Regions from separate parts of the Mus musculus genome. Here regions 1, 2, 3, 4, 5 and 6 are each linked to region 7. The links are chromatin contacts, called in public Hi-C, HiChIP or PLAC-seq, capture Hi-C and promoter capture Hi-C maps. All regions are on one chromosome and are shown on one strand. Each heading gives the region's core, a stretch centred on a gene start, on an enhancer-like site or on the middle of the called end of the contact. The rest is flanking DNA. Distances are from core to core; before and after follow the strand shown. Region 1 holds the start of Ctns (cystinosis, nephropathic). Region 2 holds the start of Trpv3 (transient receptor potential cation channel, subfamily V, member 3). Region 3 holds the start of Ankfy1 (ankyrin repeat and FYVE domain containing 1). Region 4 holds the start of 4732414G09Rik (RIKEN cDNA 4732414G09 gene). Region 5 holds the start of Zzef1 (zinc finger, ZZ-type with EF hand domain 1). Region 6 holds the start of Trpv1 (transient receptor potential cation channel, subfamily V, member 1). Region 7 holds the start of Cluh (clustered mitochondria (cluA/CLU1) homolog).

Evidence for each region. Promoter capture Hi-C pulls out the DNA fragments that hold promoters and counts their contacts. A called contact is a pair of places that touch in the nucleus more often than the background predicts. HiChIP or PLAC-seq counts read pairs in DNA pulled down with a chosen protein or histone mark. Capture Hi-C pulls out chosen DNA fragments and counts their contacts.
Region 1: a contact with region 7 is called in a Hi-C map of B cells, with 10 read pairs. The contact joins the promoter of Ctns here to the promoter of Cluh in region 7. A contact is called at or near these places in 7 of 39 promoter capture datasets (the C10 cell line, cranial neural crest, embryonic stem cells and 3 more), 1 of 484 Hi-C or Micro-C datasets (B cells), 8 of 115 datasets of contacts at active chromatin or transcription factors (the NIH/3T3 cell line, T-cell acute lymphoblastic leukemia, astrocytes and 4 more) and 2 of 9 other capture datasets (adipose tissue and macrophages).
Region 2: a contact with region 7 is called in a capture Hi-C map of embryonic stem cells, with 3 times the contacts expected there. The contact joins the promoter of Trpv3 here to the promoter of Cluh in region 7. A contact is called at or near these places in 2 of 39 promoter capture datasets (embryonic stem cells and hippocampal neurons) and 1 of 9 other capture datasets (embryonic stem cells).
Region 3: a contact with region 7 is called in an H3K4me3 HiChIP or PLAC-seq map of bone marrow-derived macrophages, with 4 times the contacts expected there. The contact joins the promoter of Ankfy1 here to the promoter of Cluh in region 7. A contact is called at or near these places in 6 of 39 promoter capture datasets (the C10 cell line, cranial neural crest, frontonasal cranial neural crest and 3 more), 1 of 484 Hi-C or Micro-C datasets (B cells) and 2 of 115 datasets of contacts at active chromatin or transcription factors (bone marrow-derived macrophages and large pre-B cells).
Region 4: a contact with region 7 is called in a Hi-C map of B cells, with 8 read pairs. The contact joins the promoter of 4732414G09Rik here to the promoter of Cluh in region 7. A contact is called at or near these places in 3 of 39 promoter capture datasets (cranial neural crest, embryonic stem cells and trophoblast stem cells), 1 of 484 Hi-C or Micro-C datasets (B cells) and 8 of 115 datasets of contacts at active chromatin or transcription factors (SST interneurons, embryonic forebrain, embryonic hindbrain and 3 more).
Region 5: a contact with region 7 is called in a promoter capture Hi-C map of liver, with 4 times the contacts expected there. The contact joins the promoter of Zzef1 here to the promoter of Cluh in region 7. A contact is called at or near these places in 5 of 39 promoter capture datasets (cranial neural crest, embryonic stem cells, liver and 1 more), 1 of 115 datasets of contacts at active chromatin or transcription factors (astrocytes) and 2 of 9 other capture datasets (adipose tissue and liver).
Region 6: a contact with region 7 is called in a promoter capture Hi-C map of 3T3-L1-derived adipocytes, with 6 times the contacts expected there. The contact joins the promoter of Trpv1 here to the promoter of Cluh in region 7. A contact is called at or near these places in 3 of 39 promoter capture datasets (the 3T3-L1 cell line, 3T3-L1-derived adipocytes and hippocampal neurons).

The regions. Positions count from the first base shown.
Region 1 is chr11:73,197,667-73,201,307 of GRCm38.p6, forward strand. It overlaps Ctns (cystinosis, nephropathic), which reads right to left and starts at 1,353. Exons shown (of 11, transcript NM_031251.4): 1 at 1,252-1,353. It overlaps Shpk (sedoheptulokinase), which reads left to right and starts at 1,816. Exons shown (of 7, transcript NM_029031.3): 1 at 1,816-2,014. The coding sequence starts at 1,853.
Region 2 is chr11:73,265,896-73,269,561 of GRCm38.p6, forward strand. Trpv3 (transient receptor potential cation channel, subfamily V, member 3) reads left to right here and starts at 1,625. Exons shown (of 18, transcript NM_145099.3): 1 at 1,625-1,767.
Region 3 is chr11:72,688,314-72,692,039 of GRCm38.p6, forward strand. It overlaps Ankfy1 (ankyrin repeat and FYVE domain containing 1), which reads left to right and starts at 1,689. Exons shown (of 25, transcript NM_009671.5): 1 at 1,689-1,721. The coding sequence starts at 1,712.
Region 4 is chr11:73,016,651-73,020,610 of GRCm38.p6, forward strand. It overlaps 4732414G09Rik (RIKEN cDNA 4732414G09 gene), which reads right to left and starts at 2,191. Exons shown (of 3, transcript NR_152202.1): 1 at 2,007-2,191. Camkk1 (calcium/calmodulin-dependent protein kinase kinase 1, alpha) reads left to right here and starts at 2,338. Exons shown (of 16, transcript NM_018883.3): 1 at 2,338-2,477.
Region 5 is chr11:72,794,320-72,797,970 of GRCm38.p6, forward strand. Zzef1 (zinc finger, ZZ-type with EF hand domain 1) reads left to right here and starts at 1,907. Exons shown (of 55, transcript NM_001045536.2): 1 at 1,907-2,331. The coding sequence starts at 1,978. Cyb5d2 (cytochrome b5 domain containing 2) reads right to left here and starts at 1,520. Exons shown (of 4, transcript NM_001024926.3): 1 at 1,194-1,520. The coding sequence starts at 1,443.
Region 6 is chr11:73,232,872-73,236,690 of GRCm38.p6, forward strand. It overlaps Trpv1 (transient receptor potential cation channel, subfamily V, member 1), which reads left to right and starts at 1,278. Exons shown (of 16, transcript NM_001001445.2): 1 at 1,278-1,496.
Region 7 is chr11:74,647,023-74,650,979 of GRCm38.p6, forward strand. It overlaps Cluh (clustered mitochondria (cluA/CLU1) homolog), which reads left to right and starts at 2,482. Exons shown (of 26, transcript NM_001081158.3): 1 at 2,482-2,672. The coding sequence starts at 2,573.

The DNA of each region.
Region 1 (3,641 bases), core at 103-2,602, 1.5 Mb before region 7:
AATTAAGGTGGAGGTCCACCATGACTGCATAGCCCATGGGTTCGGCATAAGTGGAACTTCTCATCCTCTGACCTTGTCTGGGGAATTCGAAGCCCCAACACAGGCCTCTACCTGATGACTGTCACATAGCCTTAGCAAGATTCCTTCCTAAGGATCAATTCCCTTCCTTTTCATAAGAACCTGTTCGGTGAGCACCTGAGATTCCCGAAATGCTTCCCCATGCTAATGGGGCATTTCAGTACCTCAAGCCCTCAGCCAATGACCTTTGACTATCCTGGATGTTCCTACCTTCAGTCCCCCAAACTTTATAAGCTCGTCTTGGAGTGGTCATTCACCATACCCACTCACAGGGCTTCCAAAACCATGCCCACCACTCTTTGTCTCTGCTCCCACTGCCCCCTGTCCCCCGTGGACCTAATTGGCCATAATCCATGAGAGTGGGGAGACCCACATTCCTCAAGGGATAGTACAGATTGGACAAGGAATATGTTCCCTGGAGATGAACTATCTAGGTCCCAGGTTTCCCATTTACTTGTATGATTCTGGAATACTTATTAACCTATGTTTCTTAATGGGGAAACAGGGACAGTGGTAGTTACACCACAGGATTATAGTGAGATGAAATACAAGGCATACATTCTCAAAGGGGCTAAAATAGGCTCTGGAGGTCTGAAAAAATAGCTGTAATAATTGCTTATCTCTCTCCCAAACGTCATAATAAAAAAAAATAGAGCTTACCAGCTGTATTAAAAGTTTGAGGTGGATTGGTAAGATAACAAAAAGTTGAGAAACAATGAGGTAATGTTATTACTATTACCACCCAGGGCTCCCAGCAAGCTCTCACAGAGCATAGATTGTTATTTTCCTCAATATTATTGAAAAAGGCAAGATCCAGGTACCCTCTCATTCTCTGGGAGAATCAACACGAGCTCCTGGAATGGTCCTAGCAGAATTTACCCCCAACCCCAAGTTACCTACCTGCACATTCCTAAGCCAGATTCAGGCGGCGCCACATACTGAATAGTGCCACCAACACCAGCTGTCAGTCGGTGTCCGTGCTTTTGCTCACCAACACCCTGGCCCTAAAACCTAGAGATGTGCGGGCCTGGGTTGGGGCCAGAAGCTAGAAACCCAGGCGCTGCCCCTCTGGTAGCGTAGGTTGCCCCTCTGAGGTGCGGGGCTAATGTCTGTTGGGGTGGGTGGTGTCATACCAGAAAAGGGGGTAGCTGTCCCGGTCGCGATGGTTCTCACCTGACAGCTTCCCAGGCTTGGTGGACAGACCTCACCAAAAGCAACAATCTCGCACCAGAAACCGCTTAGGAGTGTAAGGACTCTCTGAGCTCCGCCGACTTTGTGTGAAAGAGGGGCCAGCTGTCACCTGACCTGAACCACCTGACTTGAAGCCGCGAGCCCTGTGCAAGGAGCTCTGGAAGTTGTAGTTTTCACGAATACAGGAGGATAACGCTTGGTAGGGGTGAGGGAAGGGTGGAAGGGCGGAAGAGCATAGGCACCTTGGCAGGGACAGGGGCTCGGATGTGAGGGGCGATCTAGTCTCTTGTAGGGGAAGCAGGGTTCTCGAAGTCTCTGTTGTCTCCTTGAAGCCCTGTGCTCCCTGGTGAAGACCCTGGGACCCCAGGCACTGTCCCGGAACCTCTGACCAATAGATCCCGCCTTCTGTCGTCTCTCCACCTATCACCGGAGGCCGCTGTGGGGAGCGCGTGGTGTTTGCTTTCCTCGACCAATAGAAGTGGTTAAAAGATTGACAAGGAAGCTCCGCCCCCTTACTGCCCTCCAGAGTGAAGTGTTCCCCGGCGTGCGGTTCAAGCCACCGAGCTGTGCTGTCACCACTGCCATGGCTTCGCGACCTGTCACTCTCGGTATCGACTTGGGCACCACGTCCGTGAAGGCCGCCCTATTGGAGGCTGCACCCAGCCTCCCATCCGGGTTCGTGGTGCTGGCGAGCTGCGCCCGGGCTGCGAGGGCAGAGACTGAGAGCGCGGTGGCCGGGCCCCAGGTGAGGCAGAGCCCTGGAGCTGCCGCCCCGGGACGACCCTGGGGGCATCTCGGGCAACACCTTCCCGCGAAGAAGTACCCGTGATTGCCCAGTCTGTCGGACCTCCAAGGCCTGCTGCCCTTTCCTCTAGGGCTTCAAAGCCTGCTGCAGCTCAAGCTAAGCCGTTAGATTTTGCCCAGGGAGCTTTCCCACCTGCTGGCACCGATCTTCCCGCTCTCCGGCTTTTCTGGGGCCCCTGACCATGGCGCTGGATCCCTCTACTATCCGCCCATCACTTTTTGTACTTTGCGCCGAGAGGACTTGCTTTCAAAGTGATAACCACAGGCCTGACTATCACGCTCGCCACTCATGACCCTGTGCCCTCTAGTTCAGGCATCATTTCCGACCCCACCCCCTAGGCAGGTTGTGCTCTGGAAATGAGACGTAGCGTTAGGCTTACCTCATGCCTTTGAAGTTCAAGTAAACTGATAATTTCACTTGGTTACTCAAAGAATTCCAGCCCCTGCTGAGCATCTCTGGAGGAAAGTTGTCAGAGCAGGTGGGGAGACACTGAGATAAGCTGATGAACATTTTAGAAAAGAATCAGACTGATGATTATACGCTGCAACCACTGGCTTTTGAAAACTAGAAGATAGAAAAGTACATCTCCAGGGGTCCACAGGATGGCTCAGCAGTAATAGCAATTGCTGAGTGAGCCTGGTCACCTGAATTCTACCTTCAGAACCTACCATGGAAGGAAAGAACTGACTTTTGAAAAGCTGCCCCCTGACTGCCACATGTGCCCCATGACGGGCACACATGTTTGTGTGCACACACACATACATGTATACACATATATACACACACTATATAAATATATACACATACATATTCACACATATATACACACACATATATACTATGTATGTTCACACACATACAGTATATATACACACACACATACATTCATATATATACATATACATACACACACACACACACACACATATATATATATACACACACACACACACTACACACACACACACACACACATATATATATATATATATATATACACACACACACACACACTACACACACACACACACACACACACACACACACACAAACATACCTTTAAAACAAATGCAATGAATTAAAGACAGTGGACTCTGTTGGAAGATGATGTAAGTAGGATCAGAATGGCCTCAGATTCCATTCCTATTTGTTTCCTGAAAGGGTCAGTTTATAGTCAGTGAATTCACAGATATGAATGTCAAGGTGAGAGTGTAACCTCTCACTTTTTTCTTGGCCTCAACTTGTTCTCTGATCTGAACTAGGTGGCCACTAAGGCTTCCTCCAGCCAGAAACTTGGACTGAGTGCAGTACCTCACATTTGAGCTTCATGTCTCAAATGCTCTTGCCAAGGGTCTGTATTCGGTTCTTTGGGGGTTCAGAGTCCAATTTGTGGGATCACTTCTAATTTTCCCAGAGGCCTTCACATTTAATTTGGTTGGGGCCTCAGGGCATCTTAGAATGACTATTTGACTTCATGAATTACGACATGGAGAAGTTGGCTCTGATCCTGGGGAAGTGAGGAGCTGGGCCAAGGATTATAGTACAGTGGGTTCAGGCATTGCCCTTT
Region 2 (3,666 bases), core at 375-2,874, 1.4 Mb before region 7:
TTTCCCTTTAGATGAGTCCCTTTCACCTCAGTTGGCCCTTGTCACCTGTGATGGAATGATCCCTGCTGGAGCTGGTCTTCTGGTTGGTCCATAAGCTTTGAAGGCAGAGATAACACTCTCAGGTTCACTGCTGTCTTGCAGTGGCCTCCTATGTATCGTGTCTCACGATGGCTGGATTCCATGACACTGAATCGTGGACCAGTGTTTGGTGTTACACTGGGTTTCCATGAGGTAACCCTTAGAGTAGAGGGGCTTCCCCTAGTCCCTGATGTTATAGAGAATGCTTTTGGATGAGAGAGATCAAGGAGCTTTTAAGTTAGTCTCCAAAGAAAAGTGTGAAAGCAAGGAAAGTTTCAACAGAGAGCCGGGAATAGCCTCATGCCCAGGATGCTGAGACATCAGAAGGGAATAGCCTCATATCCAGGATGTTGAGACACCAGAAGCAAACCTGGGCCAAGGCTGAGTCAGGCCCGGGCAGGTGAGGAAGAGAGAGGCCACATTTAATTGAAGGTAGGGCTTTGATGGTGGTGTTTCTGGAACAGTGACGAGGAATCATGAGCACAACTGCAGGTTTCCATGGATCAAGTTGCAGGTGTGTGCCCTCCCGAAGCCACACCTGAAGCTACTCTGCCCTGGCCTGGCACAGGCCTTTCTCTCTCATGGGCTAGACCCTGCCTCATTCCTCCTCCCCAGGCCTAGCAGGTTGTAGTGATCAGGGATCTGGGATCCCGCCTCCTGGGAACAGTCGGGAAAGTCCCTGCTGCATCAGCCAACAGCACTGTCTCGGAGCAGGGACTTCCATTCTAAACCTGTTGTGCCTTGCCTACACAACTTCCCTGCGGAAGATGTGCAGTTCCTGAGTCAAGTTATGCTCCACCCCTTTCCCAGAAGCCATTTGGGCATGTAGGGAGGGCACAGAGTTTTCCTGTAGTGCTCTGGCCTTGAAGAACAGTGGCACAAACTATTGCTGGGTGAATAAATATTGTGACAGTAACACCTGCTTGTCACAGGTTAATGAATTCACTCTAGGCCTTGTTCTATCTCTCCTCAGTTGCACCCTCATTTATGCTCTACCTTCCAATACAGGTTCGTATGATTGACAGGTGAGGAAACCCAGGCTTGGGACAAATGACTTGCCAAAGATCACAGAGGCAGGAAGTGGCGAGGTTGTCACACACAAATACCCATGATACATGTTATCTGTTGGGAAACATTGGACTTCCTCTGTTTCTGAGGGATTTGGTCCCAAGAACTATTTTTGAAAGATGGAGGTCAAGTCTTACAACTGGCCACCAGGATAGCCTTTGGTTGTAGTCTTGATTACGTATGTAGCTTCTATACCTCCATCTTGTCTCTCCATGACAGCCTTGATCAGTAAGTTCCCTGTAATGGGTCCCATTTCCCAAGTGAGGAGACTGATGCTATTAATACCCTCTGAGGATCAAATGTATGAGGGAAGGGCTGGGACTATAGCTTTGTGCCACAACAAGCACCTTTCCTGCCTTTTCTCCTATGGGGTGAGGCTGTTCTGTGGGTGTGGAGGTGACTCACGCAGGACACGTGGGTGGTGGGTGTGGCCTGCCTGATGCCGAGGGCAGGTGGCCCAGCCAGTTTTGCCTCTGATGCCTCATTCCAGCTGTCAGCTATCTCTGTGCCTACGATGAGAGCCTCTGGCCACCTCAGCCACCTTCCCGACGGTGGGTTTTGGGCCCCAGACATGCGGTGATCTCAAGGCAAGGACTGCCACCACCATCTGGAACCTGCCAGGTAAATCCTTGTCACCCAGAGAAAGCTAGTGTTCCCCAGAAAGACTAGAGTGCGGGCCTGGAATCCTCTGGACCATGTCTGCCCTTTGCCCATGGGTCCTAGGAAGGTGTGGGGAGAGCTGGGGTTCCTTTTAACAACAGGCAGAGGAGATAATGCAGGTTCTGACAGGCCCAGGAACTTTCTGGGAATCTCAGGAAGAGAAAGCTCCCGTCTCTTTCAGCTAGCTTAGGGGTGGATGTGAATCTCCATGGCTGGAGTGTGATGGGTGTTTAAGACGGGAGCAGCTATCCCAGCGCTGAAGAGTGACCACGCCCAGGCACTCACGGGTTATTGAGATAGCAGCTATGGAGGTCTCCTTCTGGCCCCTGCCTGGTCTGCGTCCCTAGGACAGGCTGCTTCAATCAGTGTCAGAGCCTTGGCAGGTGTGACATGGTATTTCTCGGGTGAAGGAGCTGGATCGCAGGGCAGGGAGAGAGTCCAGCAGGTGAGGATGCAAAGCAAAGCATATAGGGTGACTCAGGAGTTAATTATAGCTGCTGGAGCCTGAGTCCAGACTGCTCTGACCCCCGCTCACCCGAGCTGTTCAGAGTAGCCCACACTCATGGCCCTAGCACAAGAAAGATGGAGCAACTGGTGTCAGGGGACCGACCACTCAAGCTATTTCTCAGGAGAGAAACCAGAGGATGAGGGAGGATGAGGAACACCTCTGTCTACTTCTGCTCTTGACTCAGCAAAGTCTTTTTAGCCCCACAGGTCCACTGATTGCTTTGGGTAGAGGAAACATAAATACCTATCTGGCTTTGGCTGCGATAGATGTAGGCAGGGGCTGAAAAGTTACTTCTATAGCTAAGTAAGCTATCTGAGGTGGCTTGCATTAAGGTTGGTCCCCTGACTTCAGAATTACCTCTTCTTGTCCACACTGCCTTTCTATGTCTATCCTTCAAGGTTAGCAGCCTCTTCCCCCTCACCATGCTCTTCATAACAGCTTCCCCCAGGTCACCGGTCTCTCTTGTCCCCATGGCCTGTTCTCCTTCAGGCTCTGTTGCCTATGTAACCCAGAACCTTTCCCTGCTCCCTGCTTCCCTGACATCAGTCTCAGCTTCCAAGTTCTGCTCGAGGGCTTCACAGTGTGGCTCAGCCTGCTGCCAAGCCCTTCGCTGCCAGGGCTCTCCATGAACGCATACAGGGTCTCCAGCTCCACCCGCTTTACCCTCATTGAATTGCTTTGAGCCCTGGTCATTGTGCAGGCTGTGCCCCCAACCCAGATGGCATTTCTGCTGCATCCCAGTCTGTAAACCATCCTTCGAGATCCATTTCCTAGTCTCTTTGGAAGGTTTATCAGTACTTTTTTCTAACTCAGCCCATACTGACCATTAGTAAAGCACGTTTGAACTGAAGGGTTGGTCTATATCCTAGAGTAAGGGATTCTATGTCTTCTAGGTAAGAGGGTGTCTACCAGGGTGCCATGGTTTGGCTGTAATTAGCTTGTCGGGGAAGAGCAAGAGAAGGGAAGTGAGTGAGCTGCAGAGACTACCAGCAGATGCTGAGAAATCCAAAACCTCCAGCTGTGTTATTCAGAGCAGCATCTAGAGCAAAGGAGGTGACATTGATGTCCTGTTAAGTGTTAAAGTTAAAGGTTCTGTGACCTTGACAAATAGATCTGAATACAAAGTCTTAAGTAGGACATTGAGAAAGCAAAGTTAAGTCTTAGAAGTCTGTCTAGAGAGTAATATGGCAGGAGATGGTGATGGGCAGTTAGAGGCAGGGTGGTCCTTTTCTGGGTGCTATGCTGGGCTCTCCTGGTGCTTTGGAAGCTGGGACTATGGAAACTGTAGGAACAGTTTGCCTGTTCCCAAGAAAGGCTGGCAGCCTGGAAAATAGGGAGTGAGCTCTCTCTTG
Region 3 (3,726 bases), core at 439-2,938, 2.0 Mb before region 7:
AACGAAGTGGGACTCGGATCTCCCGCCTAGAGCAACTTCCCGCTCCACTTTCATTCACCCCTTGTCTGCTCTGGCTCCTCCCTTTGCCACGCCTCCATCCATGGATACCTCTGACCCTAGCATTTGGAAAAGCAGGAGGACCAGTAATTCTAGACCAGTCTGTACTCCATGAGACTTGTCCAAAAAAGTGAAAACAAAAACAAACAAAAAACCTGGCTCAGATTAAGTTTGCTGGGCTTGCAAAGCAAGGCAAAGAGAAAACATGCTGCAAACAGATGTCAGATATGACAGCACTTTCCAACCAGTTAAGTTGTTTTAATGTTAGGAGCTTGAGTATTTTTAGGGGATAGAAGAGTCTGTTTATGCTCAAAGCTGGTTTATCTAGCCACCTGAAGATCTCAAAAACTCATTTGACACACCTATGAACCATCCTCAGCAAGGCAGTGAAGCTTTGAGCTCAGGCACTTCTATTGAAACTAACAAATATTGTTTCTTTAATCACATGTCGCTTATCCAGGGCCACTACTTTAACACTGCCCTGTTATTTCCTTCACTACTGTAGTCTGCTACAATCGGAACATCAGTTTTTAGTACATAATTATCCTTAATGTATTTAAGTGTCCTTCTCTTCCATTTTCTAAGTGTTTTTCAGCCAGGGTCGTCCCCTTTTCAAAATTTTAACCATTGCCCTTACATTTTTATAATCTGAACTCAATCCCTTCATTATTCCATTTCATTGCCCTCTAATGCTTTCTTTAACTGTGGCAGATCTTCCTAAAATCTTAACTGTTCTCTAAGTCACTACTTAACTGTTGATGCATTATTTCTATTCTCCTTTGTTGACCTGGAGGCTTCAGGTGTGCTAAGTACATATTCGTTACCCGGGCCAAGAAAAAGTATTTATGTCAAGTGTGGTGGCACTTGCCTTTAATCGCAGCACTCCAGGCAGAGGCACTAGGGTCTCTTATCAGTGTCAGGCCAGCCTGGTCTACATAGTAAGTTCCAGAACAGCCAGGATTATGTAGAGAAACCCTGTCTCAATTCCCCACTCTACCTACTCCACAGCCAAAAAAGGCATACTATCTAGGATTGTCAGCCCTCTATTTTGCTATTATAAAAATCATCTAATCATTCTCACATTCACAAAAGGTTTAAGCTCCTGGTTTACAATCTGAATTCCTTCTCCATGGCCTTGTCAACCGTTATTAGCTCCTAGTGTTATTTGGCTTTGCCACTTTGACCTCAGGGATCTCACAATTTTGCTTACATAAAATTGTATAGAGATTTGCAGTTTTTGCGACCCCTATATTTGTAACCAGTGTGTTTGCCTGTTTGATAACCCAAGTTGTCTGGTTTTAGCCATAAAAATTCCCAAAGCCCTGGAGAAATGCTATCATTTAAGTATTAGGACAGCGTCCCACGTGGTTACAAAGTAACTTAAAGATCCGCAGTCCCTGCCTCAGAATAGTCCATGTTTGCTCTACCCTGACGATCGCCTGGAGTACGAGATAGCCCAGTCCGCGCTTGTCAAACCTTCCAAAACGAAGTGGGACTCGGACCTCCCGCCTAGAGCAACTTCCCGCTCCACTTTCATTCACCCCTTGTCTGCTCTGGCTCCTCCCTTTGCCACGCCTCCATCCATTCTCGCGAGACTTGATGATTCCCTTGCGCCGGCATTTATCGCGAGGCTGTAGGCAGGGCCGGGCCCGACATGGCGGAAGGTAGGTTTTTTGTGGGGTGGCACGGGAAGACGCGAAGCAATAGGGGTACCACTGGCCGGGCACAGAAGCCCCTGGAAGGGTTGTCCGGCTGTGGTCGTACGGTGCATCACGTGTCTCGCGAGCCTTCCTATGTAGCGTTTCGGGGCTCCCCGGGCCGGGGTTCTCAGCGCCGTTCCTATGGCAACGCCCCTCCTGCAGTCTGTCTTCACTCGTCACCCCCCGCCCCCAACCCCGATCCCGGTAGTCTCAGAACGAGAAAGGGGTCGGGTCCTGGGAGCGAATGCACCCGCGGGACTCGAGAAAGCTGTAGAGGAGCTTCTTGTGCCAGCCATGCTGGAACGGGGAGGGAAGTGCCCCTCTCCTTAGGAAATCGAAACTGCTGTCATGGCAGGTCCTGCATCCGGAAGGGTGCATCTCTTGCCTGCGGAAGAGCTTGGGACTCTTCCTTGGAAGAGCCGGGACTGCAGCTGGACGACGGGCTTCTTGGGCGTGCGCTGTAATAGTCTTTAAGCTTTTTGGCAGCCCTAGCAAATGTGGGCACGCTCAGATTCTCTGAGGTTTACAAAGGGGCAAAAGGAGATGTTTCCTCAGTAAGGAAGTTGACCAAGGTCACACTGCTTGAAAGAGGTGTGCTAAAGCCAGGCTTCGGTTCCTTTACCTCCTGCTTTAGTCCTTCGTCTCTTTTTTAGTACTTTACGACATTGCAGGTAAAGGCATCCGGTTTCTCAGGTGCAGCCTCCCTTAAGGAATAATGTTAGGATCTTTGCTTGCCATAGCTTTACTGTATGAGTTGGGGTGAAAGCCCTGAGATAGTGAGTTACCTAGTAGTGATCAGACAATATTAGACCTGGCCGGTGTGCTTCTCCTGTGTACCCCATTGTTGGAGAAAAATACTTCTTGTTGGACTTTGTTGAGTGGCTGAAGATTTACTTGATCTAGACCTGGCCTATTTTGTTTTTGTCTTTTGTTTGTATTTTTTGGTAAGTGTTGATTAAACTCATCATTTCTTGATCTGAGATTTGGGTAGTGTGACAGTTTGTGTAGTCTTCTCAGATTTGAATTAGGTTTAAGAGTGACACGAAGTAGGCCTGCCAGGTGTGTTATTTGCCCTTTATAGTTAAGTGAACTGAGGCCAGATTCATGGCTGGGACTGGATTCTGTTTTCATTTTTACTTTTTCTATCTGTTAAACACCTTGGAGGTGGTGAACATTGTCCAACAGAGGAGGAGAAAGCGAAGTGACTGAAAGTGCTGGGTGTGGTGATGTATGCCTGCCTGCTTGTAGTTCCTTCATTCAGCACTTGGAAGGATCTGGAATTTAGGGTCATTCACAGCCTACCTGGAGTGCATGAAACCCTGTTCAAAAAATGAACTAGATGATTTTGCACACCACGGAATGTTGTGTACCTGTTGCTCAGCAGCGAGGTTTGGGAGGAAGGTTCAGGAAGGCACGATGTGAGATCGTGAGCAGTGTAGAGCCTTTAAGAAGGAATCTGCGTGTTGGGGAAATGCATGACCAAGTTTCAGGTCGTGGAGGAGGGAGTTTCTCAGTCCGTAGTTGTATTGAGAACTTAATTGTGTTTGTGCTCAGGTTCCAGTTGTGGGGAATTCATACAGGCCAAGGTTAGTACACTGCGTGTTTACTTTTGGTTGCCTTGAGGTGATTAGAAACATCTATCTAGCCAGAGGACAATACACCTTAAGGACAAACCAAACATTTTTCCAGGATTAATCGGATGGAGGGATGAGGTGATCGGGAGATGATAGTCTCTGACCTCAGTCTACCCTAGCTACACTCCAGATTCCTAAGTCCCAGTGAAGACTGTTGAAAATGATGTTGCAGAACTCAACTAGGAAAATTTGAGGAATGGCAAGAAAAACAAAATTACTAAAGATATTTTGTTTCTTATGTTGGCATGTGTTTTTGTTTGGTTTGGTTCTGCTGCTGCTTGTCAGAGCCAGCTGCTGTTCAGAGATAGTCATAAACAAAAATAGCAAATTTTTGT
Region 4 (3,960 bases), core at 941-3,440, 1.6 Mb before region 7:
TGGTTGGGCTTTTGGCTGCCTATGATGGAGGTTGCATTTGTTGTTGGTGGTGGTGGTAGGTTTTTTCCCCTTTCTTTCCTTTTTTTGTTTTGTTTTGCTTTGCTTTGTTTCGAGATACGTTTCTCTGTGTAGCCTTGGCTGTTCTGGAACTCGCTCTATAGTCCAGGCTGGCCTTGAACTTGGAGATCTACCTGCGTCTGCCTCTGAGTGTTGGGATTAAAGGGATCCACCACCACTGCCCGGCCCCTTTTCATGTTCTTGCTCTTGCTACCTGGTCTGGTTATGTGACAAAATTCACGTTAGTGGGATGCACAGGGAATGTTCCGTGGCGCTGTCTTTAAAAGAGCTACTGTTGGGGTAGAGAGATGGCTCAGTGGTTGAGAGCACATGCTGTTCTTACAGGGGAGCCAGATTCAGTTCCCAGCACCCACACAGTGGCTCACAACTCTCCGTAAGCACACACAGATGCACATATAGGCATACATGTAGGCAAAACAGTCACCCACATAAAATAAAGAGTTAGCATCGACCCTTCATTATTTTTCTCCATTCCAAAACCTGGAATGCATACGTGATAACTGGAGTTCCAGCCCCTATTCAGAATCACGAGGTCAAAGGCCATCTCCAGGGCTTCCTGGTGCAGGGAGTGGAGAGAGCCACATCTCAAAGGCTTTTGTGGAGCAGAGCCATCATACCAGCCCAGAACTGTTTTTCAAGATTTATATATATGTAAGATTTGTTGTTGTTGTTGCCTAGATCTTAATCTGATCCTCTCAGCCTTGCTTCAGTTGATCTGTTTGAGCCTTTCCATTAGAATTATGACTGGATCCTCAAGGACTCTCAAAACCATCTCTTCAATATTGGGGTATAGCTCAGTAGTAGCATCCTTGCTTAGAATGCAAGAAGCCCTGGATTCAATCTTCAAAACTGGGGGTGGGGGGAGGAGTCTCTGTAGCCCAGCTCTTTCCTGAACTCCAGCCCTATAGATCCAATCCTCCAGTTACTGGACCCAATTATTCATTTCAACAAATACATGCTGGGCATGCATCAGGAGGTCAGGCTGTGCTGGGCGAATTCATCTCGACCCTTGCTCTCAAGAGTTCTTAGTCCAGACAGGACTCAGGTGAAGAGGTGCTGAGATCTGGAAAGCACTGAGAAAGGGCTGCTGGGCATTCCAGGTATCCAGAAGGTCATGGGGAAGGCTTCCTAGCAGCAGAGGCATTGAACTAAGTGCCAAAAGACAAGTGGGGTTTAGGCAGGCAAGTGGTGAGGGGTGAGCTATGGAGGGCTTGAGGGGACTTAGTGGCAAGCAGTGGAAGATCCTAAGAGGCAGCTCTCTGGTGTTCCTAGTGCCTGTTCTGGTTGTCCCAGAAAGGTTAATGGGAAGTGATACTGGATTGGGGTGAGGGGTGGGGCTGCTGCACTAATCAAGTGGAGGTATACTGCATGACCGTGGTGGTCGAGTTCAGGGAGGGGCAGATGGTGGGGAGAGAGAGAGAGAGAGAGAGAGAGAGAGAGAGAGAGAGAGAGAGAGAGAGAGACTTTAGGGATCTTAAGAGGCAACATGGCAGATCCTTGTGCTACACCCGGTTGGGTCAGAAAACCTGCTACACAGGTAACTCCTGGTTTCTAACTCCTGGTTTCTAACTCCTGTTTAAGACAGAGACACAGGTGAGACCAGGTTGGAGATAGCAACATGGGTCTGAGTTTGAGGCAAGCAGTGATGTGGGGCATCTCCAATAGACTAATAATAGCAGGATTGAACCAGGAGTCTGTGAGGGCAGTCCCCAGGCATAACCACAGTCAAGGCCACTTGGTCCTGGAGGGCTCTTTTTCATTCCCTCAGCCCAGCCAGTCACCTCCTGCTCCTCTCCAAACCTGAGTGCCGCCCCACCCCAGCACTCTGACGAATCTCCCTCCTCCTTCCCTCCCCCAACCCCCCCGGAGAACACTCAACTCCAGGCCCTTCTCCCAGGGCCTCTACCTAGCCTCTCCTTGGTACGCACCGGGCCTCATCCCGAAGGAGGGATGCTCTTGCCTCTAGAGACTAGGACACCGGATTGAGGACTCGAAAAAAGCATCGTACGCTTCAGGCCAGGCTGAGGGGCCCACGACGTGGCCTGAGGGACATCGGGTTCCCCGAGCCTGCTTGTCTGCGGGCGCCGGGGGCGTGACGCGTCGGGGCCCATCCGCAGGGCCCCTCCCGAGCCACCTCCTCCCGATCCCGTCGAGACCCGCCCCCTCTACCCCTGGGCGGGAGGACCGGACTCTGATTGGACATCTCTGCGGGGCGCTGCGCGGCACAGCCAATGATCGTGGGCCGGCGCGGCGGCGGGCGGGGGGAGCGAGCGCAGCCTGGAGCTGCGGCGCCAGCGGGTTGAGCCGGGCGATCCTAGCCCGGCAAGGCGGGCAGGGCGGGGCGCGCACAGCGGGAGCGAGCCTGGTGCCCACCGCAGAGACTGTCGCCAGGTGCCTAGGTAGGGGTCAGCAGCCGGGACTTGGAGTTGGAAACTGGGGTGCGGACGGCTGAGCCGCCCTGTGCAGCCAACGGGCTGTAGAAGGGTGGTCTACAAGGCCGGGTCTACGTGGGCAGCCGGAATCTGGTGTGCAGAGATTCCCGCTGTGTCTGCAGGGCCAGGTCCTCGGGATGGTTCCCTGAGCCCGCATCTGTCTAAGCCAGCTATGCGGGTGCCCGACCACCTGCGTTTCTTCCGCAGCTGCTGTCTGTGGGACTGCATAGAAGCCCCGCGCGCGCGGTGCCTTGGGCCCGGCTCTGGGTGGAGGCCGTGTCTATTCGGAGTGGGCCTGGACGGGTGCACCCACGTGTGGATCTCAGCAGAGCGCTTCTCCCACAGCCCTCCCGTGAGTCTTCCGTGGAGAGCTGGGGGCGGGGTGATGAATGGGACGGATGCAGCGAGCGACTTCAGCTGCTGCGCAGTCGTCCCCTGACTGAGTGAGGGTGGCGGAGGCGGCGCTGTGGTTTCTGGGTCTGGTGGGTACAGGATTGGTGCTCCGAGGGTGCACACGTGCGCGGGGAGCTGTGTGTGGTGTTTGGAGGCGGGTGTGCGTGCGTCACGTGGACACAAGAGTGTGCCTGTGTACCTGAGGGGTGCGTTTCAGGATGGAGTGGTGTGTGAGCACCGGTCACGAGGACAAGGATTACATCTGTCAGGGAAGGGGTGTGTGTCTGTCTTGAGGGTGTTACAGAGTGAGCAGAGCTAGCTGTCACATGCCTTGGGTCCCAGGACTGTGTCCCAGTGAGCTCCTCTCTTTGTCTTGGCCAGGTTCAGGGTGTGAGAGAAGCGCACAGCTGTGTCCTTGAAAATCCCAGGGAAAAGGAAGAGGCTGGGTCTTCTGCGCATCTCTACCTCTTCCATCCAACATACGCTGTGGGTCAGACTGTTCTAGACCCTACTACCTGCTCCTTGGTCCCCCACGCCCAGTCCTCAGACCAGGACTGGGGCTTATTTTAAACCTTATCCAAGTGAATTGCTTCCCTGCTTAAAGACTCCTTTGGTGTTAGAGGCCTCTGGTTTCTGTTCACAAACCCTAAACCAAGCCTGTTGGGAAGCACTCTATTGCTATCACGTTGGGAAGGGATCTCTTTTAGACACAGGGTGAACTCCCATTTCTCCCTTGGGAATCCTGCTTAGTGGTCACAATGTCGCCTCCGCCAGGAAAACACCCCCGAGGCCAGTGTAAGTGGACCTTAGCTTCTCTCCTGATGCACACCTCCACTAAGGAACTTTCCACTGCAGCCACATCTGCTGTGCTGGTCTTCATACAGAGCAAGCACTGTCCCACCTCATGGCACTTGCACCTATGGGCCAGTCCCTCTGGCTCCAGTTGCTGTTCTCCAAGTGTCTACACTGTGTACCGCCTTTCTCCTTCCAAAGCTGCTTAGAGCTTGCATTGTGTACAAACCCTCTCTGCGCTACATCAATTGTGTCCCTAGCATCT
Region 5 (3,651 bases), core at 657-3,156, 1.9 Mb before region 7:
TGCTTCTAACTCTCCATGTCCTTGGGTAGGTCCTATCCCAGGTTAGACTGTTTGAAAAGTCTGGAGAGAAGGAAGTGAGTGATCTGTATTTAAAGGTAGCTTCCTAATTCTCCTAAATGACCGGTGGACTGCTTGAAATTTTTGTCAGTCTAGTTACCAGTCTTGCCCTGCGATCTTCCTTCCCAAATAAACAAAGAGAGAGGTATTCTCCTTGGCTAGAAAAACAACACCTTTAAAATTGGTAGCTGGGAAGCTGGCTTACTGGTTAAGAGCAGTGGATGCTCCTCCAGAGAAGCAAAGTTCCCAGCACCCAGATCACAACCATGTTTACTAGTTACAGGGATTTGAAAACCTCTTCTGGCTTCGATGGGCACCAAGTACACAGGTAGTTCAGAGTTGTACAAGGAAGTAAAACACTCATACACATAAAATAAAAATTAAAAGCTATTAGGTTGGTAGTTCTCATATCTTGTTAAGGCTTTTAGTCAAATTACATTTTCCGATCCCCTCCGTTGTTAAGGGGTAACGGGAGCACAGCAGAATGGAGTTAATTTGATAAATGTTCTTAGGAAGGCTAATATACCAAATTTTGTCAGAAGTTTTGTTTCGTGTTGTTTTAGAGCCAGCCTGGCCACAAATTCCTGGCTCAATGGATCTTTGTAGCTCAAGAGATCCTCCTGTCTCAGCCACTCCAGTTAAAACACCACTTCTGGTTTATTGTAGGTATTTTAATACTACAAAAGATACTTGCTTTCCTGTGCTCTAACTTCATTCCCCGCTTGATTCTCATTTTTTTTTTTTAAAGAAAAGCAGACAAGTGCATCTACTAGAATTAAAAAAGACTCAAATATTATATTAGGGGAAACGGAGGCGGGCGGAGGAAAGGTTATTTCGGGTCAGTCTAAAGAGCCTGAAAGCACGGTAGCTCTAGAGACCAGGTAGACTTCTGAGTGTAACCACTACCTAACAAGACACATCTTTCTCCGAATCAGTCACACAGTGCAGCAGACAGAGTCGGAGGGTACATAACTAGCACAGTTGCGTCCAAGCTGCAAACCAGGACCGTGTCCTTCCCACCGCAGCAGTCTGAGGAATGTGGGATGACGAGGCGCGGAGGAATAAATTACTGGACGAACGCAAGCCGTGGCTACGAGCCCACGCAGGAGGAAAAGGTGTGAGAGCCTCGCCGATACCTGCGAAGCCGCTATAGTGCGCCCCAGGCTCGTAGTGCCTCCTGCCAGAGGACACGTCGTAGACGCGGCCGAGCAGTGCCAAGTACAGGCCCGGGTCCCCTGGGCCGCCGCGATAGCGGGCTAGCTCCTCGGGAAGGAAGAGGCGAATACCAGGGCGGGGACCCCACCAGTCCATCAACCACACGGCCATGACAGCCACCGCCGCCACGGCCAGGCTCAGCACCACACCAAGCCCGCATATCCTCAGCATCTATACAGCAACACACCAGACACGCTTCGGAGGTAGCCACCTCTTAAGCCACCACTAAGACAGCAGAGACGCCGGCCGTGACGTCGGCAGCGCGACACTGACAGACTTCACAGCAAAGTTGACTCTTTTGCCCCCGACTCTTTCTTCTTTTCTTGTCCAGCCTAGATTCTGAACGTGAAGCGTGGAGCAGAAAAGGGGAACAGTACAGAGAAAAAACAAACAAACAAACAAACAAACAAAAAGTCCTGGCTTACAGTTTATCCGCCCTCAACAAAGATGGCGGCAGAGGCGGCTAGACGGATACGTTAACGGGTGGGTTCCCGGGCTTCATTAAGCTGTCGTGAGCAAATGGAATCCGCTTGACGGCTCCGTTGCGACATCAGGCCTCGCTCGACAGCCAGGAAGCCGGAAGTCACTGCCGCCGCTGTGGTCTCCACCCCGTCCCCGCCCGCCAGGAGCTGTCGGAGGTTGACAGGTCGTGGCTGGGAGGCGGCGGCGGCGGCGACACCTCCGAGCACCCAAGACGGAGACCCCATGGGGAACGCTCCGAGTAACAGCAGCGAAGACGAAGCGGCGGCCGCAGGGGGTGAGGGCTGGAGCCCACATCAAGATTGGGCTGCCGACTCTGGCACGACCCCCGGCCCCGGCCCTGCGGCCGCGGTGCTGCCTTCCGCCGCTGCACTCCTGGAACCCGCTCGGCTGCGAGAGGCAGCGGCTGCGTTGCGGCCCGCACCTCCCTGCGAATCCCTGGTGTCGAGGCACCACGGCGCGCTCTTGCGCTGGCTGGAAGAGCGGCTGGGCCGCGGTGAAGAGTCCGTCACCCTGGAGCAGTTCCGGGAGTTGCTGGAGGCTCGCGGCGCTGGATGTTCGGGCGAGCAGTTCGAGGAGGTCAGGGCTGGCTGGCTGGCTGGCTGGCGACAGCGGTGCGGGAGCAGGGTGGTCGCCAATAAGGTCCTGAAGAGGTGGGCGGTTGCTTTGCGGAGGCCAGCCAGGAAGCCATAGGGTCCTCGGGTTCTTAGAATGGAAGTATGGCGTTGTCCGAACTCTTTCGGAGTGCATCACTACGGAATTTTGCTACGTCTCTCGCCTTTACTAGAGGTGTGGAAAGTCCAGGCTACATTAGCTTTGTTCCGAAGAGAGGAGCAAGCCAAAAAAAAGTCTCTGCATGTGGTAGGCAGACATTTGTGCAGTTGACAGGCTTAGTTGCTTGCTGGACCTTATCAGAGTAAGACAATTACGAGAAAGGATGTGCAAAGATCAAGGGAGTGGCCATGAAAACCATTCTGTTTTACTGGCCTGTGCAGGAATCTTGTAGAGAACCATCTGAGTCTAATGTGGAAGGAGGGTAACATTACACTGAAAAGACTCATTCTGCAAGCCGTTCATGACTATAAAATACTAGGTTTTGTTTGGTTGGTTGTTTTTTGTTTGTTTGTTTTTTTTTAACAAGTATACACTGGATTTTAAATCATTGAAGAACTTGTTCCAGGCTCATTTGAAACCTTATCAAACCTAAAGTTGATAGGGAAGCGTTAGTTTTCTTGTACTTATGAAATTTCTCCTCATATCTCTACTGAACATTTTGGTTTATGGTTTGGAAAAAACTGACCCAGAGTTAGCCTATAAATCATTTCACTAGCAAAGTTGAGAGTATCTCACAAACCTCTTGATTCCCACCCCATTCCCTTAGGTCCCTATTATCCTGCTCCCTGAAGTCTTATTAATTCCACAATGTTAGGACAAAAGGTTTTTAATGAGTAAGCCATGTAAAATTGTCAGTCATTGATTGGTTAGTGTGTAAAGCAAGAAACCCACAGTCACTTGTAACATAATTTAAAAGTTCTGTTTCCTCTAAATCAGAGGCTCTTGAAATATTTCGAGAATGTCGCCTGCAAATGATAAAAATGCCTACATAATATATTTTGTAAGTTTCCCTGTAAAAACTGCTTTAGTGCATTCTAACTCTCAAAAATACGGTGATACAAGACTGTAATACCAGACTTTGAAAGGCAATAGCAGGAGGATCAATTCAAGGCCATTATAAGCTACATAGTTTGAGTACAGCCTATGCTAGACTCACTTTGAGAAGGACTGTCTCAAAGGTCTAAAACATATATGCATTCACATTATAACCACACACAGTTAGTAAAAGGTCTTTATTAAAATAAAATTTCCAGGATATTCCTGGGAAGCACACATACATGATTC
Region 6 (3,819 bases), core at 28-2,527, 1.4 Mb before region 7:
GTACCCCTTCTGCAGGGTGGCTGGGAGTTACTGTGCTCTGATGACTCCACTCTGGTCCCAGCTTTGTACTACTCCAGGAGGAGCTGCAGTGGCTGGTCTGAGCTCCATCCAGGCTGTGTCTGAACCATGACTTGTTAAAGAAATAAAAAGGAAAGAAAAGGACATGGCCACTCCTAGGTATGGTGGAGGAGAACGTTTATTGTAGATAAAGGGCAAGCATAGCCAGAGGCAGACATGTCTGGGAGAGTCCAGAGTGGTTGTGTCCCTGAGCCATGTGGGGAGGTGGGGTGGGGGCTCGCAGAGAGGGAGGGAGAGAGGAGAGAGGGGAACCAGATGCAGCAGCCAGGAGGCCAAAGGTACAAAAGGGGTAGGGAACCACAATGTATAGATTATATAGGGAAGAGCCTCTGGCAGAAGGGCAGCCCAGCCTCTGGGCTGGAGAGTTCAGGATAGAGGGTAGGGTATGCCAGCCATACCCTGAAACAGGTAGGGATTGAGGGGTGCTGGGAGAACCTAGAGGTCAGGTCCACTTTGACATGTTAAATAGGCATCTCAGCCATTTGTCCAGGGTAATATAATTGAAACGTAATATAATTTGAAATGTAATACAATTCAGATCCCCCTGGCTTCCTAGTGGCAGTTGCTTGGGTGGATGGATTTTGCAGAATGTTTGTGGGTGCAGCCTTGCACGTACTCCCTGAAAGCTGGTGGACTTTCCTAGGCAGGATCTGGGAAGGAGTGGACTTGTTCTAATCACACACTGTGTGTGATGTGTGATGTATGAACCTGCTTCTTGGTAGTTAGGACGGCATTGGAGGAGGTGAGAAATTAGCACACATCATTTTGTGTGTGTGTGTGTTCTGTTGTTCACTAAGGAACCCCAGTCCAGTAAGATTGGGTCCTGGAAGACCTAGAGACCCCCAAGCTTAATCTCTACCCTGGGTTTGAGTACACAGGAACCCAGAGGCCCAAAGGAGGCAGGGCCTCCAGACGAGACAGGTGGCTCAGAGGTCCCAGTCATTTCCCTTTGAAAACACGGCAGCTTCAGGACACTGGGTTTTGCATCTCTGGCTGTGAGAGTCCTTTAAAGGAGCTACTTCCCAGACATATAGAAAAGATGGTTTGGAAAATCAAGGCTCCAAGAGCTAAGGCATGGCTTAGGCTGGACTGGGCTGCAGGCAGCTAAGTGCACCTCGGCCCTGGCATGACTGGGGGTGGGGCATTGGCTGTGGTTTCTGAAAAAGGGCAAAAATGATGGGAAAAGCTTTGGGATCCTCTGGGAATCGGAGCCGTGGCAACAGCAGCTGCTGCCATTGCTGCAAATGTTTCCTTGAGTGCCAGAGTATGCCCAGAGCCCATCCCTGCCGTACACCAGGGGAGGGGCGAGGACCCTCACAGAGGCAGGGAGGCCACTCTTACCACACAGCAGCCTGGCTCTCCCACAAAGAACAGCTCCAAGGCACTTGCTCCATTTGGAGTGTGCCTGCACCTAGCTGGTAAGTCCTTCTCATGGGCTGATGGCTCGCCACTGTCCAGCTGTGTGTGGTTCTGCGGGGCTCTGAGGGCCTCGGTGATCCCATCTGAAAACTGGGTTAGTACAGTGGCTGCCTTGGACTTCTGGGAGGCTGAAGCAACAGTACTGCACACTTAACTTGGCTGACTGTAGGCAGTGGGTCCCTGAGAGAGGTGGTGGTTAGTTGGTTTATGTTGGTTCCTGCAGGAGGATTGAGAGACTGCAGATGCCGTAGAGCCCAGAGGTTTGTGCCTATCTGGAGGCCTTCCGTGGGCTGGCTTCTTTGTGCAGAGGTGCAGGGCTGGGCGGGGCAGCCTGGGTTCTTGTCCTGGTTCCTCTGTGTTTTTAGCAGTGTCCTTCTGTTCTTCATTTCCCAGTGTAGAAAACCCACTCAGTTCTCTGTCTTTCCTGAGTTGATGCTTGGGTCTGGTAGAAATGGGTGTGATGTGGGTGACTATGTTCCCCCAGTTTCTCAAAAATCATAGGCAGCCGGAGGGAGATGCTCTCAAGGTCTTAATTGGAGTGATGTTCTGGGTACTGAGGCAGATGGGAGAAGCACCCTCAGTATATCGCTATGGCCTGGAGAGAAAGGAGGGATACCTTCCCCTACAAAGCCAGATTGAATACCACCCATTGACAAAGAAAGGCAGACCCGGGGTTAATGTGGGTCTCTGTAGGCAGGTTTTTCAAGACAGCTCTTCAATGCATCTGAGTTCACAGCCTTGGCATAAACCAGAGCTTCCACCTCCATCAGAAAACCAACAGGTGTTTGCCTAAAACAGGGCCTAATTCCCCGATCCCTGTAACACGGTGACAGGGATATCATACGGGGTTCATTCATGGTACACTTCAGGCATAGCTATGACAGACTGTCTTGCCCCTGTCTTTTCCCCTTAAATGTGCACCCCCCACTCCTGTGTGCTGCCCAGCAATCGTCTCACCAGTAAACTGGGAGAAGCTTGGTTTTCAGTGGGGGGCTGGAAGTAGAATGTGAGCTGCTTCCTGCTTCCTGCTTCCTGCTTCCTGGTTTGGTTTGATTAGGGTCAGCCCAAGGAAGAGGTAAAGACCCAACCATCAGGATTCCTTTACTCTTGGATTTGCAGGCAGCTTATCCACAGGGCAACCATGGACATCGGAGAGAGTGAGGCATAGGATGTGTACATTACCTGCACTTTGCTTGGGGTTTGGGGCATCTAAGGATGCTTGCTAGCTTCATCAGGAGGCTTCTTTAGATTTGGAGCTATGTCTGCTTCCAGGAGTAGGAGGGCCTGGTCTGATCAGTCCCTAGGCCTTACTGTGGAGTTTAGGACCATGTTTAACATGTGAACAGTAGCCCCGAGCCTTCCAGAGAGATGACAGAGTGCTAGAGATGCTTTCAATCAAATCCTGGTTTCCTCCTGATCACTGTGTGCCATCTGGGAAATGACACAACCTCTCTGGGCTTCAGCTTCTCTATCAGCAAAAGATTTACCTTTTAGAGATGTGAGAATTAAGTGAATTTTGTCAAATGTTTGTGTTATACACAGCATGTGCCCAAACATGCTGGCCAATCTTATTCTTATTTGCCTCCTGTGCCTACCGTTTACTTATTTTAATTGATTTTTATTGTGCTTGGAATGGGAGCCAGGGCTTCATGCATACTCCTGTATCCTACCACTGAATCATACCCCCAGTCCTGTTGAGCTTTTAAACCAACTACAGTCTCCACAGACTATGGACAGTCCTGGGCAGGAAGCTGTCTTCTGAAAGCTGACACCAGCACCAGTCCCCTTGCTTCCAAAGCTTCTCACAGCTTCCCGTTGTCTGCCTAATCCTGTTCCCATTCTGTTTCCTGGCCTTCAAGGCCCACAGCGTATATAGCACAGTGAGGATGGAGCTGTGTGACAGGCCAAGCAAATGAGGAGAGGTTAGAAGGGGGCATCGGTGTCTGGGAGCACCCAGGATCAGACAGCTTCAGGTGCTCCTGAGAGCAGACCAGCAGGGGAAGCAGCTATGCTTTGCCAGCCACAGGCTGGGACAGGTCAGGCTTTTGTCTTTGTCTTTTTTTTTTTTTTTTTTGGCTGTGAACATTAGTCCACAGCAGACTCATGGGCCTGGCCTGGCTCCATACTCGGGATTTGTGCAGTCTGAACTTTCCCTTGAAAACACAGGACTCAAGAGACCTCCCCCACCTCTGTCAGTGGCTGCTTTCCAGAATGCAGACACAGCTGGAATGTTCATTTCCCTAACCGACTGTGAACTGAGGAGGAAGAGAGTATAGGACTGATGGCTTTTATTTCTCTCACAGAGTCCAACACTACCTTTCC
Region 7 (3,957 bases), core at 1,232-3,731:
AGGCTACCTGCTGAGCAGGATTCCTGACACTCTATGTCCTTTTTACTTGTCGGATTTGGAACAATGTGAATTTATTATCTGTGCAAATTTTTAAGTAAAGTTGGCTGTGATGGTGCATCCCTGTAATTTATGTCGTGAATTCCAAGCCAGCCTAAACTATAGAATAAGACCCCTTTCTCAAACAAGCAACCAAAGAATAGTCTCCACCCAGAAGCACTCAAGGTGTGCCCTGAACACTCAGACAGTCTTGCAGCCTTGCACAGGACATTGCTTGGAGCTTTCCAGGTCAGCAACTGCACACACACACACACACACACACACACACACACACACATACTCACTCACTCACTCACTCACTCACTCACTCATATACACATGTGCGTACATGCCATATATACATACATATAATTAAAAGTAAAAACAAAAGCACAGGGCTCAGTTAGTAAAGTACAAAGCCAGGCATAAGGATAGTCCCCTACAATTCCAGCACCCAAGATGGAAACTGGAGAATTCCTCAGATTTGTTAGCTAGCCAGCCAGCTTAGCTAACTGCTGAGCTCCAAGTTCAGTGAGAGTGTGAGAGAGACCTTACTTTAAGAAATAAGGTGAGGTGAAGGACATGCACTCACTCACACACACACACACACACACACACACACACACACACACACACACAATAAAAATGTAGTAAAGGCAAGAACACACAAACATGTATCTACACACAGCAAAACACCTGAGATTCAGCAAGATGATAGTGATTTGCTCAAGTTCACTACAAGAGACAGGTACGGGTTCCTAGGGACTGACTTCCAGTCCACTTCGATGTCAGGTCCACACACACCTTGCTTGCCTGCCTTTTGTTTGTTTGTTTGTTTGTCTGTTTGTTTGTTGTGTGTTTTCTTGAGACTGGGTCTAGCCAGGAAGCCCAGGCTAACCTTAAACCCTTTATATTCTCTCCTTGCCTTCTGAGTGCTGGGATGACGGATGGAAACACTGAGCCAGGTTCCTGCTGCCTGATTTCTATGTGCACCCAGCAATAAGGTCTTGGTCATTCTTCCAACTTCCTTGTGCAATAGCCTGAAATCACTTCTCCTTAGTCCTGCTCAGTTCTCCTTTGCCCTCACATAACAGTCAAGAGGATCTTTCTGACACATACATTTCTCTCCTCCCTCTCCCTTCAATGGAGGGTTCCTTCTTCTTTTGGCTTCAGTTCTCATCATCACATGTGCTCTAGGGGCAAACTGAACTTCCTATGTATTCTATTCTGACAGTGTGTTACTATGTAGCCCAAGCTGGTCTCCAAATTCAGGTCCTCCAGCCTTTACCTATCAAGAACTGGGATTGCAGGCCCTTGTGGTCACACTAGATCTCTAAAAGGAAAGCAGATTTAACTTTCCTTTGCAATGTATACAAGGGTGTATGTAGACCGCTCCCATCTCAGCCTCAGATTGCCAGGGTCCATTAAATCCTAGCAAGTGTAAAGACTGTGTTTAGTGTTTCACAAAGGGCTTTTCCACCTGTGCATGGAAGGCTTACCCTGTCCCCTCTCTGCCTGAACATAACTGTCTGGATAGACCTGGTTTCAATATCACCTGAGACTAGGGTTGTCTCTCAGCAGTAGACACCTTTACCATGCCAGAGGTCCTGAATTTAATACTCAGTAGGGCACACACAAGAAAAGTACCCCCCCTCCCCCAGCAATCATGGACCTCACTCCTTATTCCCCACCCAACCAAAAGAACTGAAAAATAGATAACAACTATAGTAAGGATCTATTTATTGGTCTAAATCTGAACTTGTTCTGTGACTTTGGCCCTCATTGTCCTTCACTGTAAACCAAGATAGTGGCCTGGAAGTGAGTGAGTGTGTGTGTGTTTTACACAGATAGGGGAGGAGCCCATGGTGCTGAGTCCAAGTTTTCATAGTCTGTTTCTGACACTTTATGCATATTTGCAACCTGCACACCTTCCTCAATAATCCACACTTGATCTTAGCCAAAAGGCCTAGAAGCGATCTTCCTCAATAATCCAAATACACTCTAGACCCTTCCCTTCAGTAGGAAAGAGCCCACTCGGTGAGGAGGATACAGAGGGTCGTGATAACAAAGCTGCTTTAGAACGACGCGGTCTTTTGGCAGATGCTCAATAAGAAGCAGAGGGTCATTGGGGGAGGGGGAATAGGGAGCGAAGGCAGTCCTAGACAAGTCTCCACCCAAGGTCACGGCGCCCGCCCAACGGGCGGCGAACCTAGGAAACGTCTCCCGGAAGCCCCGCCTCACCAGGGGGCCGAGGCCTCTCCCCTTTGAGCCCGGACGCGTTGCCTTTAAGGCTTTGAAAGAGTCACTGAATCTGTGAACTGACTACGGAGTGCTCGGTGTTTTGTCCCTCGTCGTCTGCCGTGGGCAGGCCGGGCGCGAGGGCGGGGTAGGGGAGCGGCGGCGGGGTCAAAGGCTAAAGCGCGCACCACGTGGGCCGGTGACTCCGTCCTTCCCGCAGCGGCCGTGGCGCGCAGGGCACTTGGGTTAGTGGCGCGGCGTGCGGCGCGGACAGGCGAGCCGGACGCCTGCTCCCGCCATGGTCATCAAGACGGACGAGTTGCCGGCGGCCGCCCCGGCCGACAGCGCCCGGGAGCACGGCTCGCAGGCCGGCGGCAAGGGGCGGCCGAACGCGGCTGGTGAGTGAGTGGGCCGGGGGCAGGGACAGCTGGGCTAGAGCCCGGGCCGAGTCCGGCCGGAGGGCTCGGGACTCGGTGGGAACAACCGTCTTCCCTCCGCGTCAGTGTGGGCGGTGCACTGGGCCGCCCCCGCCCTGAAGGTCACCTTCAGTGGCACCCCCGGCTACGGCCTGGACTTCGCACGTGGGGACCGTGGAAGGGCATCCACGGCGGACACACTCGCGCAAGATCGCGGGGACACGTGCGCGCACACGCGGTTTGGTTTCAGGGTGCGCCGCCGCCGCAGACCGATGGAATCGGCGGCCCCACCCCCTCCGCGCCCCTGCTTGGGGAGCTCTTGGGGCTGGGGGCAGTGACACTTGCGGCCCTGCCACCTTCTGGTTCTCTTGTCCTAGACGTTCCTGTGCGGCAGAGCTGCAGCACTGTGAGTGAGGCTCAGTTTGGAGCTGCCCAAACTTGGACTATGGGAAGAGCGCAAGTTGGGGTGTGTGTGTGTGTGTGTTATTGGGGTGGGTTGTCTCTGGTACATTCTTAGAGACAAGGGCTTAACCCCAAGTCATCAGGCTGTGGTCTCAATTCTTTTAGTTACTGGCCTCCACTTGATCAGGGGTTTGGGGTCCTGCCTGTGTGTGGGCAAAGCCTAGCTGTTTGTCAGGGGGAGGTGTTTGTGCCTGAACTTGATCATTAACCTGCCTTATTGCGAAAAGTGGGTCAGACTAGAGCTGCTGTTTTTTTAAGGCAAAGGTCATTAGTGTGGAGTGGAGCGCCCAGCTCTCCCCCGTGGGGGCTGTGTGGTGGTGGCTTTGGGAGTGGCAGAGGCTTGTCTAGGGGTGGGGCCTACTTCTCTTGTACTTAGCCTGTGCCCTTTCTGTTAGTTTTTTACCAAGTCTCAGGCTCCAGCCTTGAAACTGGAAACCCCTTCCTAGGGCCTCCTCACTTTTCCTCAGAGCCAGCCTGGTCCTTTCTACCCAGGATGCCAGTGAGTGCAGACCCTCTTTATCTCTCTTTTCCTCAGCTCATCTCCTTATTCTTCCCAGCTCCGGTGAGCAGACTAAGGCTAACACGGGAGTAAGGATGGCCCTAATGGGCCTAGCACTTGCTAGACTGTTATCCATCACAGTGGACTTACCTTGCCCAAGACAAGGCCTGAGTTGTACCCAAGCACAAGAAGTGCTGAAAAATGTCGTGGCTCTGAATCCATGGGCAGGCTGGGTAAGAGAAGGTTAGAGCTGCCTGTTTCCCCTCCATCAAAGAGATCTGAAGAGATATGAAGCAGCTTGTCCAA